2 separate regions of the Bos taurus genome follow, and region 1 is linked to region 2. A link is a contact called in public Hi-C data. All regions are on one chromosome and are shown on one strand. The core of a region is the stretch at or near the end of the contact, and the rest is flanking DNA. Distances in the headings are between cores, read along the strand shown. Region 1 holds the start of ABTB2 (ankyrin repeat and BTB domain containing 2). Region 2 overlaps ABTB2 (ankyrin repeat and BTB domain containing 2).

Region 1 (6,620 bases), core at 1,774-4,273, 48 kb before region 2:
AACCCCTTCCTCCCCAACAACATTTAGATGTCACCTGAGTCTTCGGTGCAAGCGCAGCCTGGGAGGTCTGAATATATACAAATGCCCGCTCCCTCTTTATCCTCCCTCTCCCCCTCTCCATCCCACCCCTCTAGGTCCTCACAGAGTTCCAGGCTGGGCTCCTTGTGTTATATAGCCGCTTCCCAGTTGCTACCTATTTTAGGGTTAACTTTTTATGGAGGCGCACAATAAAATGATTAAAAAGAAAAAAAGAACACCCGATTAAAAAAAAACAAAACTTGGCCGAATTTATTTCCTCTAAATGTCCATTAGAGGGCGACATTTGCTTTACTATTATATGACCTGCCTCTGGAGAAATTTGTATGCAGGTCAGGAAGCAACAGTTAGAACTGGACATGGAACAACAGACTGGTTCCAAATAGGAAAAGGAGTACGTCAAGGCTGTATATTGTCACCCTGCTTATTTAACTTCTATGCAGAATACATCATGAGAAATGCTGGGCTGGAAGAAGCACAAGCTGGAATCAAGATTGCCGGGAGAAATATCAATAACCTCAGATATGCAGATGACACCACCCTTATGGCAGAAAGTGAAGAGGAACTCAAAAGCCTCTTGATGAAGGTGAAAGAGAAGAGTGAAAAAGTTGGCTTAAAACTCAACATTCAGAAAACGAAGATCATGGCATCTGGTCCCATCACTTCATGGGAAATAGATGGGGAAACAGTGGAAACAGTGTCAGACTTTATTTTTCTGGGCTCCAAAATCACTGCAGATGGTGACTGCAGCCATGAAATTCAAAGACGCTTACTCCTTGGAAGGAAAGTTATGACCAACCTAGATAGCATATTCAAAAGCAGAGACATTACTTTGCCAACAAAGGTCCGTCTAGTCAAGGCTATGGTTTTTCCAGTGGTCATGTATGGATGTGAGAGTTGGACTGTGAAGAAAGTTGAGCACCGAAGAACTGATGCTTTTGAACTGTGGTGTTGGAGAAGACTCTTGAGAGTCCCTTGGACTGCAAAGAGATCCAACCAGTCCATTCTGAAGGAGATCAGGCCTAGGTGTTCTTTGGAAGGAATGATGCTAAAGCTGAAACTCCAGTACTTTGGCCACCTCATGCGAAGAGTTGACTCATTGGAAAAGACTCTGATGCTGGGAGGGATTGGGGGCAGGAGGAGAAGGGGACGACAGAGGATGAGATGGCTGGATGGCATCACCGACTCGATGGACGTGAGTCTGAGTGAACTCCGAGAGTTGGTGATGGACAGGGAGGCCTGGCGTGCTTCGATTCATGGGGTCGCAAAGAGTCGGACACGACTGAGCGACTGAACTGAACTGAACTGAATAAGATTTAAATCGTATCAACTTTCTTTTCACATTTTTAATCACATTGAATATCCTTACCTACTTTGACTTCCTATCTCTGTTATAGAAGATGTAGTCATATCTTGTGTCCTCTTTTGATTTGGTCCCTGTGGACTTAACATCGTTCATTAGTATCAATACTTCCAGCCTTGACGCCATTCCCAGTTGTAACCACCAAGCGGCGGTATTGCATAAATAAAGATGCGCTGGAAGGCAAAATTAAGTTAAAACTGCCAAAGCAAAAGGAGTTTCACCAGCAAAGGGCAATTAATTTAAGAAGGAGAGAGAGAAACCAGACATTTCTAGTTCGTATGCAACTCACGGCCCAAGGTCAAAACCCTGTGAGATATAGTACAAAACAGCTATTCAAGAGCGCAGGAGGAGGCTGACCTGGGGGAAATGCTTGCACAATCTCCTCCTTGCTTTTGTGGCTCCACAGGAGGAGGCGTGTCCACGTTCGTGCACGTGTCTGTGAATAGTTACTGGACAGCTGCCGGCCGGGGTGGGACCGGGCATGGATCTGCTGGATACCGCCTCTGGACAAGTGCATGAGACAGGTTTACAACGGTGCTGCTTGGAGGTCAGCTCTCATTTAACACCGGAAGGAAAGCGGGTCCTGAGCCGGGCAGAGAGCTCGCCTGAGGGCACACCGTTAGGAAGAGGAGCGTTCAGCCAGATGTTCCAAGCGCGGGCCACAACTAGGAACGTTTTTCATTTTCGCACACCCATTACGCACGTGTGTAATACCCGCCCCCCGCCGCCCCCGCCCCAGCACACACACTCGGACACTGAAGCACAAGAAGGATCCAACACAGCAAGCGGCGTTGTACAGTTTAACAGGAAATTCACCGACTCTTGCAAATCTGATCAGTTACGGCCTTCTCCCTGGAGTAGTACTCAGACTACTGCGTGTGTAATATTTCAAGTGGCGGGGAGAGGTGAGGGAGGAATCGCAGCCCTCTGGAGGCTGTCCATTTATCAGATGCCAGACTAAGAATTTCTATTCTGATTGGAGCCTAGAAAGCAACGTAAAGAAAACCAGACGAATTTGGGAAGAGAAGCAAACACGGGCAAACTCCTCCCTCCAAATACAACTGGAGTTTCGTCTCGGGAAAGCGGGAGGGGCTTGGCAGAAAGTCTTGAGAGCGAGGTGGGGCGTCTGACTTGGGTCCCCTCCCCCAGGCCTCGGTTCCCTCCTCTAGTCCCAACCCCTCCTGCTTCCCTACCCATACTCGACTCGCTGGCTTTGGTGTTTGGCACCAAAAGGGTTTGAAAAGGAGCTGCGGACGCCCAAAGCCTGGACGGCGGGAAGGTGGCAACGCACAGTGGCTTTTCCTTTACCTCTTTCTTTAATTCGTCAGCTCCTTAGCCTAACGTTTCGATCCCCCCTTTCCCACCCGCCCAGTCGCTCACTCGCCATCTCTTTCCCCCTCCTCCACCGCGCCCTCGGCGGCTTCTCCAGACCCTCCGCCTCCAGCCCCGCCTCTGCCCGCGCTGGGTTTCACCGGCGGCAGAGTGAAATCAGCAAAGTGACCGCCCCTCTGGGAGATCATTGGTGTAGCCCCTGCCCGTCGCGGCCGATGATTGGTGGGCCGCCCGGGTTATTTGCATGCCGGCAGCAGCCCAGTACCCAGCTGTGCAGGCGGCTGGCTCCGCGCAGAAGTTTGCAGAGAGCTTTCTCGCAGGTCGGTCCCGGACTCGCGCAACGCCGGGAGCCGCCTCCCTCGATCGCCGCCGCCCTGTTTTCTCGGGGTCCCTTCTCTGCGGAGAATAGACGCTCTGCTTCAGGAAAGCTGAGGTGGACCAGGCGGGTTGCGGAGGAGGAGCAGCGGAGGATCGTTCCAGTGACAGCTCGGAGTCGGGACGCCGGGAGCGTGGGGCTCTGGCCGCCGCGAATCTCGCCCACCTTCCTGCGGCCGCCGGGTAGGCGGGCGGGCGATGCGGCCGCCGAGCCCCGCGGTGCCGAGAGAAAGGAGGGCGCCCCGGAGAGCCTAGAGCTTGTTTCTGCCCACTTGGGGAAGGGCGCATGGAGTTGTGAGCGCCCCTCGCTCGGCGAGGCCGCCCCGGGCAGGCTCCCCATGGCCGGGACGTACAGCTCGACTTTGAAGACGCTGGAGGACTTGACCTTGGACTCCGGGTATGGGGCCGGGGACTCGTGCCGCTCGCTCAGCCTTTCGTCCTCCAAGTCCAACTCGCAGGCGCTCAACTCTTCGGCGCAGCAACACCGCGGGGCGGCCTGGTGGTGCTACTCCGGCTCCATGAACAGCCGCCACAACAGCTGGGACACGGTGAACACGGTGCTCCCCGAGGACCCCGAAGTGGCCGACCTCTTCTCGCGCTGCCCGCGCCTGCCCGAACTGGAGGAGTTCCCCTGGACCGAGGGAGACGTGGCCCGGGTCCTTCGCAAAGGTGCCGGCGGCCGGCGGCAGCCCCTGTTCTCCGCCGAAGCGGTCAGGCGCCTGGCGGGGCTGCTCCGCCGGGCGCTCATCCGGGTGGCCCGCGAGGCGCAGCGCCTGAGCGTGCTGCACGCCAAGTGCACCCGCTTCGAGGTGCAAAGCGCCGTGCGCCTGGTGCACAGCTGGGCACTGGCCGAGAGCTGCGCGCTGGCCGCGGTCAAGGCCCTGTCCCTATACAGCATGAGCGCGGGCGACGGGCTGCGCCGGGGCAAGTCGGCGCGCTGCGGCCTCACCTTCTCAGTGGGCCGCTTCTTTCGCTGGATGGTGGACACCCGCATCTCCGTGCGAATCCACGAGTACGCGGCCATCTCGCTCACCGCCTGCATGGAGAATCTGGTGGAAGAGATCCGGGCCAGGGTGCTCGCCAGCCAGAGCCCCGACGGCGGAGGGGCCGGAGGCGGGGAGGTGTCCGCTGAGGCCCTGGAGATGGTCATCAACAATGACGCCGAGCTCTGGGGCGTCCTGCAGCCTTATGAGCATCTCATCTGTGGCAAGAACGCCAATGGTAAGCTCGCGGGCTCCGGGCCCGTGGACCGGGCTGGGGGGAAGTCCAACCTGGGCTACGCAGGGGGTGAATTTCCTAGGACCAAGGAGATTCAAGACCTGAGAGAAAGCGTTTGGTCTTTGGGTAGAGGAGTTCATTAAGGAGTCTTTCCCGAGGTGGTTCTTTCGGCGACTGACTTTCGGAGGGCAAAGTAGTGGTTGATCTGATGCTTCCTGTTCTGCGTCGTGTTGTCGCTGTTGGGGGCCATTCACTGATTGAACCTCTTGATGAAGCCATCCCTGAACCTCTCTTGGCGTGAAGCGGACTGCCTTGTGGCCCTCTGCCTTGCTTGATGGGTCTGTAGTTGGCCTCTTTTCCGGACCACTGGGTAGATCAACTACGGTTCGGTCCTAGTTCTGTCGAATACAGTAGCAGCAGCCAGAGGGTCTGGGCTGCAAAGTCTTGGCTAAGTGGGATGGAAGGAGGGGAAGTGGATACCCTGGACCTGGCCCTGCCACCTTGAGCTTTGCTGGGTTGAAGGATGCCTTTCAGGGCCCTCTGGGGGAAGGTGGAGAGGTAGTGGTGGGTTCTTGACTCTGAGCCCAGGGTTATGGAACATGGTGACTTCTGAACCCCCTTCCCAGTAAAGGGAATCACATGCCAGTTCCCAGACCTGATTTTCCAAGCTGTCACCAACCAAGTGAGCAATTAATTAAAACCCTATGTTGTATTAAGTGCATGACCTTCTAGACTTTGCTGAAAGGATGACCCCATAGTCATCAACCGAGCTAGGGGGAAGCGGGGTGGGGGATGGGCAGACAGCACGATGTCAAGTGCCAGAAAGAAACCTTTGGGTAGTTGCCTTTCTCTGAAAGAGGACATAGCTTCAGTGCAAAGAGTGGTAGGGAAGCACTTGACCTTTTCACTGGAAAGGTTACGGTGTGACCTGGGTTCAACAGTAAACTGCCTACCAGACTCCAACTTCAGGAGTCAGCAAACCATCAGTTCTCTAGAATGATACTTTGGCTAAACATCCTTACAGTCTGATCGGAGGGCGATTTTAGGGGCTGCATTCAGTGGCAAGTAAGTGGTACAGAGGAAGAGGCCAGGTGGGTATGGAAAAGGCATAAAGGGAGTCATATTTAAGTGTGGTTTTACATAATTGTAATAGCAAAAATCTTAAATTAGCACTTAACAGTGTGTCAGTCTCTGTTTCTAGCACTTTAATATAAACTTAAGTTTAATATATAAACTTAAGTAATCCCAGCCACCCTATTAGGTAGGTACCTATAGTATTATCCCCATTAGATAGATGGGGAAACTGAGGTACCCAGCAGTCAAGTAATTAACCCAAGCTTACACGGATATTAAGTGACAAGAATTTGAACCCAGGCAGGCTCCAGAGTTCAAGCTTTTAGCCACCGGAGGAGAGGAAGCAGCTTTGTTTTCATTGATCCAATTTCCAAGGGGAGCAGTTGACAACTAAAGACTTCATTTTGAAGACAGTCTGTCGCTACCCACATGGCTGACTTTGACTTTCTTGGGTTTTGTTTTCAATTCTGACACAACTGAAAGGAGATGCCAGGAATGGCAAGAAGAGCACTTGCCTTTTCATTTTCCTCCTCTTAGGTCAGAGTTGAGGTCAGTCCAGAATCTCAGCTGATGATGTCACAGCTGATAATTGTGCTTTGCCCTGCAGGTTTGTGGCATCAGCACAGAGAACACAGGCTCCAGGAGAGGAAGTGGAGGGCAGGGGGATTTCCATACGGTTGTCAGAGCCCAGGGGAAGCAGCCTGAACTTTTGGCTGAGGGGAGGCCCAGTCTGAACTCAAAGAAGGAAGACTCCTAGAAGAAAAAAACAAGGCCTAAGGTGGATAATAGGTGAGAAACAAACAAAACATGCCCTTCACACAGAACTGGTGCCCCTCAGGTTGAGAGGCTTCTCGGTTGTTCTAACTGTGAATTGAAGCTGTTAAGAGCAGCTGCCTCCTCGGGGCCCTCTGAAAATTCAGAATGTGACAAGTGGCTAGAACACAGGTGTCTTCCGTGAACGGGCTTATTTCCTATCTAGGGTCATCACTCCTTGGGATTTTCTTTACAGGGTGGGGTTTTGACCCCGTGATTTGACCTCTTCCCCTCCATCCGACACCCCCAAACAATCTTTCTTAAGCCATGGTAGTTGAGACAGCAGGGCTCTTGTGTGACAGACACACATCTCCAGGATGCCCAGAGCAAGCGTGTCCCTCTGCTCACTTCTCAGTCTCCAGGGAGCTCTCCAGTGAGACAGGTGACTATTTGCTTCCCCTGAGTAATA
Region 2 (6,713 bases), core at 1,282-3,781:
TGAACAAGCTGCGGTCTGAGAAACAAAACCAGCCAGCTTCCTTTCAGTTAATAGACTCTTTTGAATATCTGCTTGTGTCGGGTGATAAGCGGCTGGGAAGTGTACATGTACTGTATACTAATTGTTGTTGTTTAGTTGCTAAGTTGAGTCTGACTCTTTGCAACACCATGGACTGTAGCCCACCAGTCTCCTCTGTGCATGGGATTTCCCAGGCAAGAATACTAAAAAGAGTGGGTTGCCATCTCCTGTTCCTGGGGATCTTTGTGATCCAGGGGTTGAACCTGCACCTCCTGCATTGGCAGGCAGATTCTTTACTGCTGAGCCTCCAGGGAAGGCCACAGGTACTCACAGTGGTTAGTAATAGCATTCATGGATTGCTTGCTGTACACTAGGTGATCTCATCTCATCACATGTGTCCACTCAGGTCATCCTCATAGTCGTCTATGAGGTAGGTGCTGTTATTATCCCCATCCTGCCAGAGAGGACGCTGAGGCACAGAGAAGTAAAGCGACTTGTCCAGGGTCACAGAGCAAAAGGTGCTGGGCTGATATTCAGTCCCCGGCAGGTAGTCTGGCTCCAGAGCCCGTCTTAACCGCAGTGCTCCGTGGCTCAGTGTATAATCTCTTATCTCACAATACCCTTAGAGAAAAGTTTTAGACTGTATTTTAAGAATAAGGAAATGAAAACTCAGAGTAGTGAAGTAACTTTCCTGACAACATCAATTCCAAAAGACCCAGCTTTTTAATTTCACTGTGTTGTACCTCCTAGAGATTCATCTACTGTGGAGCCAGACTTTAGACCCAGAGAGCATGATCTGTGTCCCCAAGGAAATCACACTCTTGAACATATATGAAAGGAAAGAATTGTGGTGTGAGTCTGAAGAGCTTTCTCAGAGCCGTGAATGGGGGTCATGGCATTTCTAGAGTGTAGGCTCAATAGTTATAGCACACAGGTTTAGTTGTCCCGTGGTATGTGGAATCTTCCCAGACCAGGGATCAAACCCATGTCTCCAGCATTGGCAGGCAGATTCTTAACCACTAGATCACCAGGGAAGTCTGGTTATGGCATTTCTGTTGATAGCTTAGACTCTTTTCCATCGTTTCCTGATCATGGCTGGATGCTGGATGGTGAAGACTGCTGAAGAGCTGGGTTCTAGGTACGTGGGGTGTGGAGTTACGCAAGAGTTTTAGGGTGTAGAGGTAATGTGGGTCATGCACATGAGGAGATTAGGGAAGACAGAGGGATAAACTGTGACCTGGGTGAGAGAACAGCATTAGTCATTTCTTGGTCCTGATCTTGTGGGTACTTTAGAGAAATGACCTAGTTGTTTTGAACTTCTGTTGGAGACCCTTTTGAAGCAGAGCGAGCATGGGATGCTGTCACACTGTTCTGGCAGCACCAGGAGGAAGTCTGGGGGATGATACCTGCTGACTCGGGATGTCATTGTAAGAGTTCTTAGGCTACCAAGCTCTGAATAAGTGGATCATTCAGGGCTGCCTATAGGAAAGTCAATCTCACTCTCAGTGGCCCCGTAGAGTCCTGATTAAAGCTTTGTTCTGCTTTTTTCTTTAAGTCCTCTCTCATCTTCTCATGCTATTAACATGTTAGTTGTCATTTATTGCTGTGGCTGGAAAACTAAGCACGCAAGCTGTGAGTCAGTCATGAGGCCCTTCTGAGTGCTCCTATGTGTTGAGCTCATCCAAACTCTCATATAGCGAGATTTCCTAAATATTATAAAGTAGTATTTATTTATGAAAAGGAAAAAAAACAACAACTAAAGGAAACAGTTCACCTTCCAGTCTTGTTTTCCCTGAAGAAGTACTTTTGAACCACATGGCAAAAGGCAGGGACACAAGCAAATGATGGAATGCCTTTTAAAAACAATCTCCCAGATGTGTGCTGGGGTCGGAGGTGCGTTGAGCTTATCCCCGTGTGGGGTCTACAGTGTTGAATAATGAGAAAATTAGTTTAATATCATGCAAATATTTATCCATCGTATGAAAGTTATTTTACTCGCAGTATTGTTGTACTTAGTGCGCTCTGGTACATTATAGAATTATTTTTCCCTCTAATAGTGATTCCAAGTTGTTTCGTTTTATTTAAATGAGATTTTACTGACTCTCAGAAGTAAATATAATTATATTCCAAGTACATATATTTACCTTATAACGTTAATATATCATTAATTATAATTGTATCACAAGTCAACATGATGTAAAAATAAACATTAGATAACATTACTGTGTCAATATGCACTTTCTTGAGAATGGCGGTCTATTTTTTCAGCTGCACTGTGCAGCATGCGGGGATCTTAGTTTCTCAGCCAGGGTTTGAACCCATGCTTCCTGCAGTGGACGTGCAGGTATTAACCACTGGGCCACCAGGGAAGTCCTGGCAGTCTTATACAGAAGAATGTCTCTCATGTTAGGTGATACATGCTAAATTATCAGTAGAGGAAGCCGAGTGTCTTCACCTTTCAAATGGTTCAGCAAAAAAGGAAAAATAAACATGGTAACCTATTAACAACTTGTGAATCTAGGTGAAGGGTATGTGGGTGAAGTAACATTCTAGTCCTTTTGCCCCGTCCTTTAACGGTCTCTGAAGGCAGAAATCATCATGAATGAAATATACTGAGATAGCAGGTCTTTATCATAAGCCTCCTCTTCTTTTACTTCATTCATTTCCGGTGAAGCCTCAAAGCCACCAGAAGAATATTCATTTATGTGACTTGCAAGATTATTTTCTGCCAGGAAGGCAAAAAAAAAACCAAAACAACCAACTGCTCTGTTGACTCACCTTTTCAGTTTGCTGGAAAAGAGGTCCATGTGGTATTACTACTTCAGTGGTGATGCTTTTGTGAGTATCACGTCAAATGTTGCAGGGTGTTCTTTTTTGGAGAGAAGACAGCTAAGTGCGAGACAGATCAGCTTGTCTGATAAAGGCTTCCCCTCTCACATGTTTCAGGAAAACACTGCCATTAACCAATGGCCCCAGAGGTCTCTTGGGTGTGTCGCTGAGTTTAGTGTGGAGACTTAGACATTTTGATTTTAACTTTCAGATGCAAGGAGCTCTTCCAAATCAAGTGCAGCAAAGTCCACGTTTTCTTGAGCCTGAGATGTGTGTTCCGATATGGGTGCTCTGCAGTTAGTCCTAACTCTGCGATGGCACCCCACTCCAGTACTCTTGCCTGGAAAATCCCATGGGCGGAGGAGCCTGGTAGGCTGCAGTCCATGGGGTCGCTAAGAGTCGGATATGACTGAGCAACTTCACTTTCACTTTTCACTTTCACACATTGGAGAAGGAAATGGCAACCCACTCCAGTGTTCTTGCCTGGAGAATCCCAGGGACGGGGAAGCCTGGTGGGCTGCCGTCTTTGGGGTCGCACAGAGTCGGACACGAATGAAGCAACTTAGCAGCAGCAGCAGCAGTAGATGTCTCAGATGCTCTCCCACGAGTCCTAACCTTACTCAGGGGTGAGGCTCTGATGTCAGTGGACACAGCAAAGTTCATTCGTGGCCAACATTTTTCTGCAGAAAATTTTTTCAGTGGCTTGGAATGTATACTACATGCTGCTGCTGCTGCTGCTGCTAAGTCGCTTCAGTTGTGTCCGACTCTGTGCAACCCCATAGACGGCAGCCCACCAGGCTCCCCCATCCATGGGATTTTCCAGGCAAGAGTACTGGAGTGGGGTGCCACTGCCTTCTATGGTATACTACATGAGGCACCTGGAAACTGGACCAACAGGGAGCACAGGTTCATGGTCCTGTCCATGTTCACCCTGGGGCCTACGCCCTTTGAAGGGAAGGGCAGTGCAAACGCCCGTCAACAGAGCCTCTGTGGCCATGTGGTTGGTTAAGAACCCTCTGCAATTGCATTGCTGGGTTCAAATCCTGGCCCCGCCACCTCCGATCTACGTGTCCATGGACAGGTTACTTGACCTCTATGTTGTTTTTTCATCTGTGAAATGGGAGTCATGCCTACCTAATAAGTTATTAGGAAGATTAAATGAACTCACGTATAGGAAGTGCTTGGAGCAGTGCTGGCTCCCCGTTAGATTCATGTAAGTATTTACCACTAGTGTTGTTTCCTTCACGTGTTATATTTGCATTCATGTATGTTAAATGCGTTTAAAGTGCAACTCCACTGAAAAGGATAGAGTGTGCACTGGCGCTAGCAATTGAAAATGAAAGCATTTGATCTCTTCCTCCTCTCGACAGGAAGCTTGCACACCATGCCACTCACATCTTCCTTGCAGTCGATTCCTGTCGCCTTGGATGTAGGGAGGCTGTTTCCAATCCTCTTATCATGGTGACAGTGCTTGACTGGTTGATAGAAAAGGAAGATGGAGTTAAAAAGGAAACGTTTGTAAGCAATCCTTGGTTGACGGTTGGCTGGCTGCGGTTGGGTGCCACTCTGAGGAAACACTCAGCACAGGAAGTGACCTTTGCACCCCTTCCTGTGGCTCTCCCTCTTGACCAATGAAGTGAGTTGACACTGTCATATTCATAAATACCACAGTCCAGTAAGATTGTGGGGAAGGCGAGATGCTAAGTGTGTGGTTTGTCTATTTGGGAAAGACCTGAGAAAGTGTCCTGGGGCCTCTGCCTGAAATCAGAGGACAAGAAAGTTGAGAATGAAACCCATCAGGAATATATCTGCCAGAGACAGGAAATTGAATTGGAGGTGCCTTATCAGATGCCCATCTTAACCCTCAAAGAGAAGCACCAACAACCCAAGATACAGATCCGCAGATAAGGTTCCATTTACGACTGGAGGCTTGATAGCTCCAGACCCCTGGGTAGCTTAGAACCCCCTGGTGAATCTGTAATGTGTCTGGGTAATAAACCAACTGGCAGAAATGTCCCAGCTCTCCTGATTGGGGCTCTGAGTACCAGGCTTCAGTAGGTCTGGTTTCTGAGGGCTGGAGGCTCCATAGCATTAGCTGGTCACAGGGAGCATCTTGCTTTGCTTGCTGCCCCCAGATTTTCACAAGCACTGGCACAAGTTGCTGACAGAAATAGCAGGCAGGCCAAGTTGATTTCAGGCCTTAGTAATCTTTCCGGCTGTAGTCAGCCCCTCTCTGGGGCGTGGAGAATCAGCAGGCCTTCTCACGCCAGAGATGTTTATGCAGGAATGCCTGTTGTCAAGTTTCCCCGGTAGAACGTCCATTGACAGGTTTGAATTTATCTAGGTTTCCGATAGGAAGGTAAGAGTTTAATTTTAGTAAAGTCAGGGAGAGATTTTGTATTTTTGTTATTGTAGTAAAATGTACATAACAAAATTTAGCGTTTTAAACATAAACATTTTCAGGTGTACAGTTTGGTAGCATTAGACTCACTCAATGATGTACAGCTGTGACCACCATCCATTAAAAATTATATTTTTGATGGACGCCTCATGGCATAGGAAAATGCTCCCCAAATGTCCAGAGATGGGAGACAAGAGGGCAGAGACAGGACCCTGTATGCTGTGGTCCACTTCTAGGAAAATATACATGAATGTCTTATGTATGAAACTAGGCCAAAGTGTTATCAGTGATTATCTCAGGATGGTGGAAACACACATAGTTTTTGTTTTCTTCCCTATACTTTCTGCGATTTGCCAAATTTTATGCCCTGAGCATACAAACATGTTGAAATGTTTTCTAATGTTAAGGGTTCTAGCTATACTTTCTGCGATTTGCCAAACTTTATGCTCTGAGCATACAAACATGTTGAAATGTTTTCTAATGTTAAGGGTTCCAGAGTGAGGAGAAACGGAAGACTTCTGAATCCTCAGAGGTGGATCCCTCTTTGGGTTGTAGACAGAGAGAATGGTGCTAAAACATATGTGTGCAACAAAGTTCACAGGCCTTTTCCCCCTTCTCTCCCTTTCAGCTTTGAGGCTAGGCCTTCATGCTCTGCTGGTTGATGTGATTATTCCAATTTAAGCTTGTTTATGCTAACTTTTTTTCCCCTTTAGATTTTTTAAACTTGAAGTACAGTTGATATACAGTGTTATATGTTACAGGTGTGCAACACGGTGATTTTCACAATTTTTAAAGTTATACTCCATTTATAGTTTTTGCAAAATACTGGCTGTACTTCCTACATGGTAAAGTATATCCTTGTAGCTTATTTTATTCTAGCTTTCTGATGGACAGGAAATGTACACAAACCAACTTGAAAAGTTTATGATTCACAGTCATTTCATGCGAACGGAACACACGAGAAAGGCAGAGCAAAGGAACGGAAACAGAAGGGTGGAAAGAAGCACTTAGTCCTCATGGGGCTGTGGCAACCTCTTCTCGTTGGTTACCTTTGTTGAACACCCAGAGTTTGAGCTCATTCCCCACCCCCAATTTTCTTTTGAAAGAAAGGATGAAAAAGCTATGAGGCGATGTATGGGCTCTGATTATGCCCAATTACATTTGGCAAGCCCAAGACCAGAATTAATGGGACCAGATTATTCTTCAGCGCGAGATGCCGTGTTGCCCAGCCTAACGATTTTAGCTCTGGCCATGCCGTAGATGGTCAAACAAATTAATAGCATGCTAATAGGTGCCTTTCAGGCTTCTCGTTTATATTAATGAGTTCCACTCCATCCAATAACCAGTGATTTATAGCTTTGGAACTTGGAGCCTGGCTATAAAGATTGTCTTTTTGTCACTGTTTCTGGGGTGGGGCAGCCAGCCTAACAAGCTAAATGGTAGGGTTTTGTAATTGAATTCTAAA

Evidence for each region. A called contact is a pair of places that touch in the nucleus more often than the background predicts.
Region 1: a contact with region 2 is called in a Hi-C map of liver, with 8 times the contacts expected there. The contact joins the promoter of ABTB2 here to the enhancer-like site in region 2. A contact is called at or near these places in 3 of 11 Hi-C or Micro-C datasets (liver, skeletal muscle and an unstated tissue).

The regions. Positions count from the first base shown.
Region 1 is chr15:64,929,089-64,935,708 of ARS-UCD2.0, reverse strand. It overlaps ABTB2 (ankyrin repeat and BTB domain containing 2), which reads left to right and starts at 3,023. Exons shown (of 17, transcript XM_003587004.6): 1 at 3,023-4,327. The coding sequence starts at 3,445. It overlaps LOC132342356 (a long non-coding RNA gene), which reads left to right and starts at 4,335. Exons shown (of 2, transcript XR_009490698.1): 1 at 4,335-6,187.
Region 2 is chr15:64,880,544-64,887,256 of ARS-UCD2.0, reverse strand. All of the region lies in intron 1 of ABTB2 (ankyrin repeat and BTB domain containing 2), which reads left to right. The region is part of intron 1 of LOC132342356 (a long non-coding RNA gene); the gene reads left to right. Among named protein-coding and RNA genes, the nearest start is that of ABTB2, 49 kb to the left of the region's middle. Within about 2 kb of position 2,531, at least 6 of the 102 cell types and tissues checked have an H3K27ac peak or open chromatin away from gene starts, as enhancers often do. A contact at or near this core is called in liver, where this site is marked.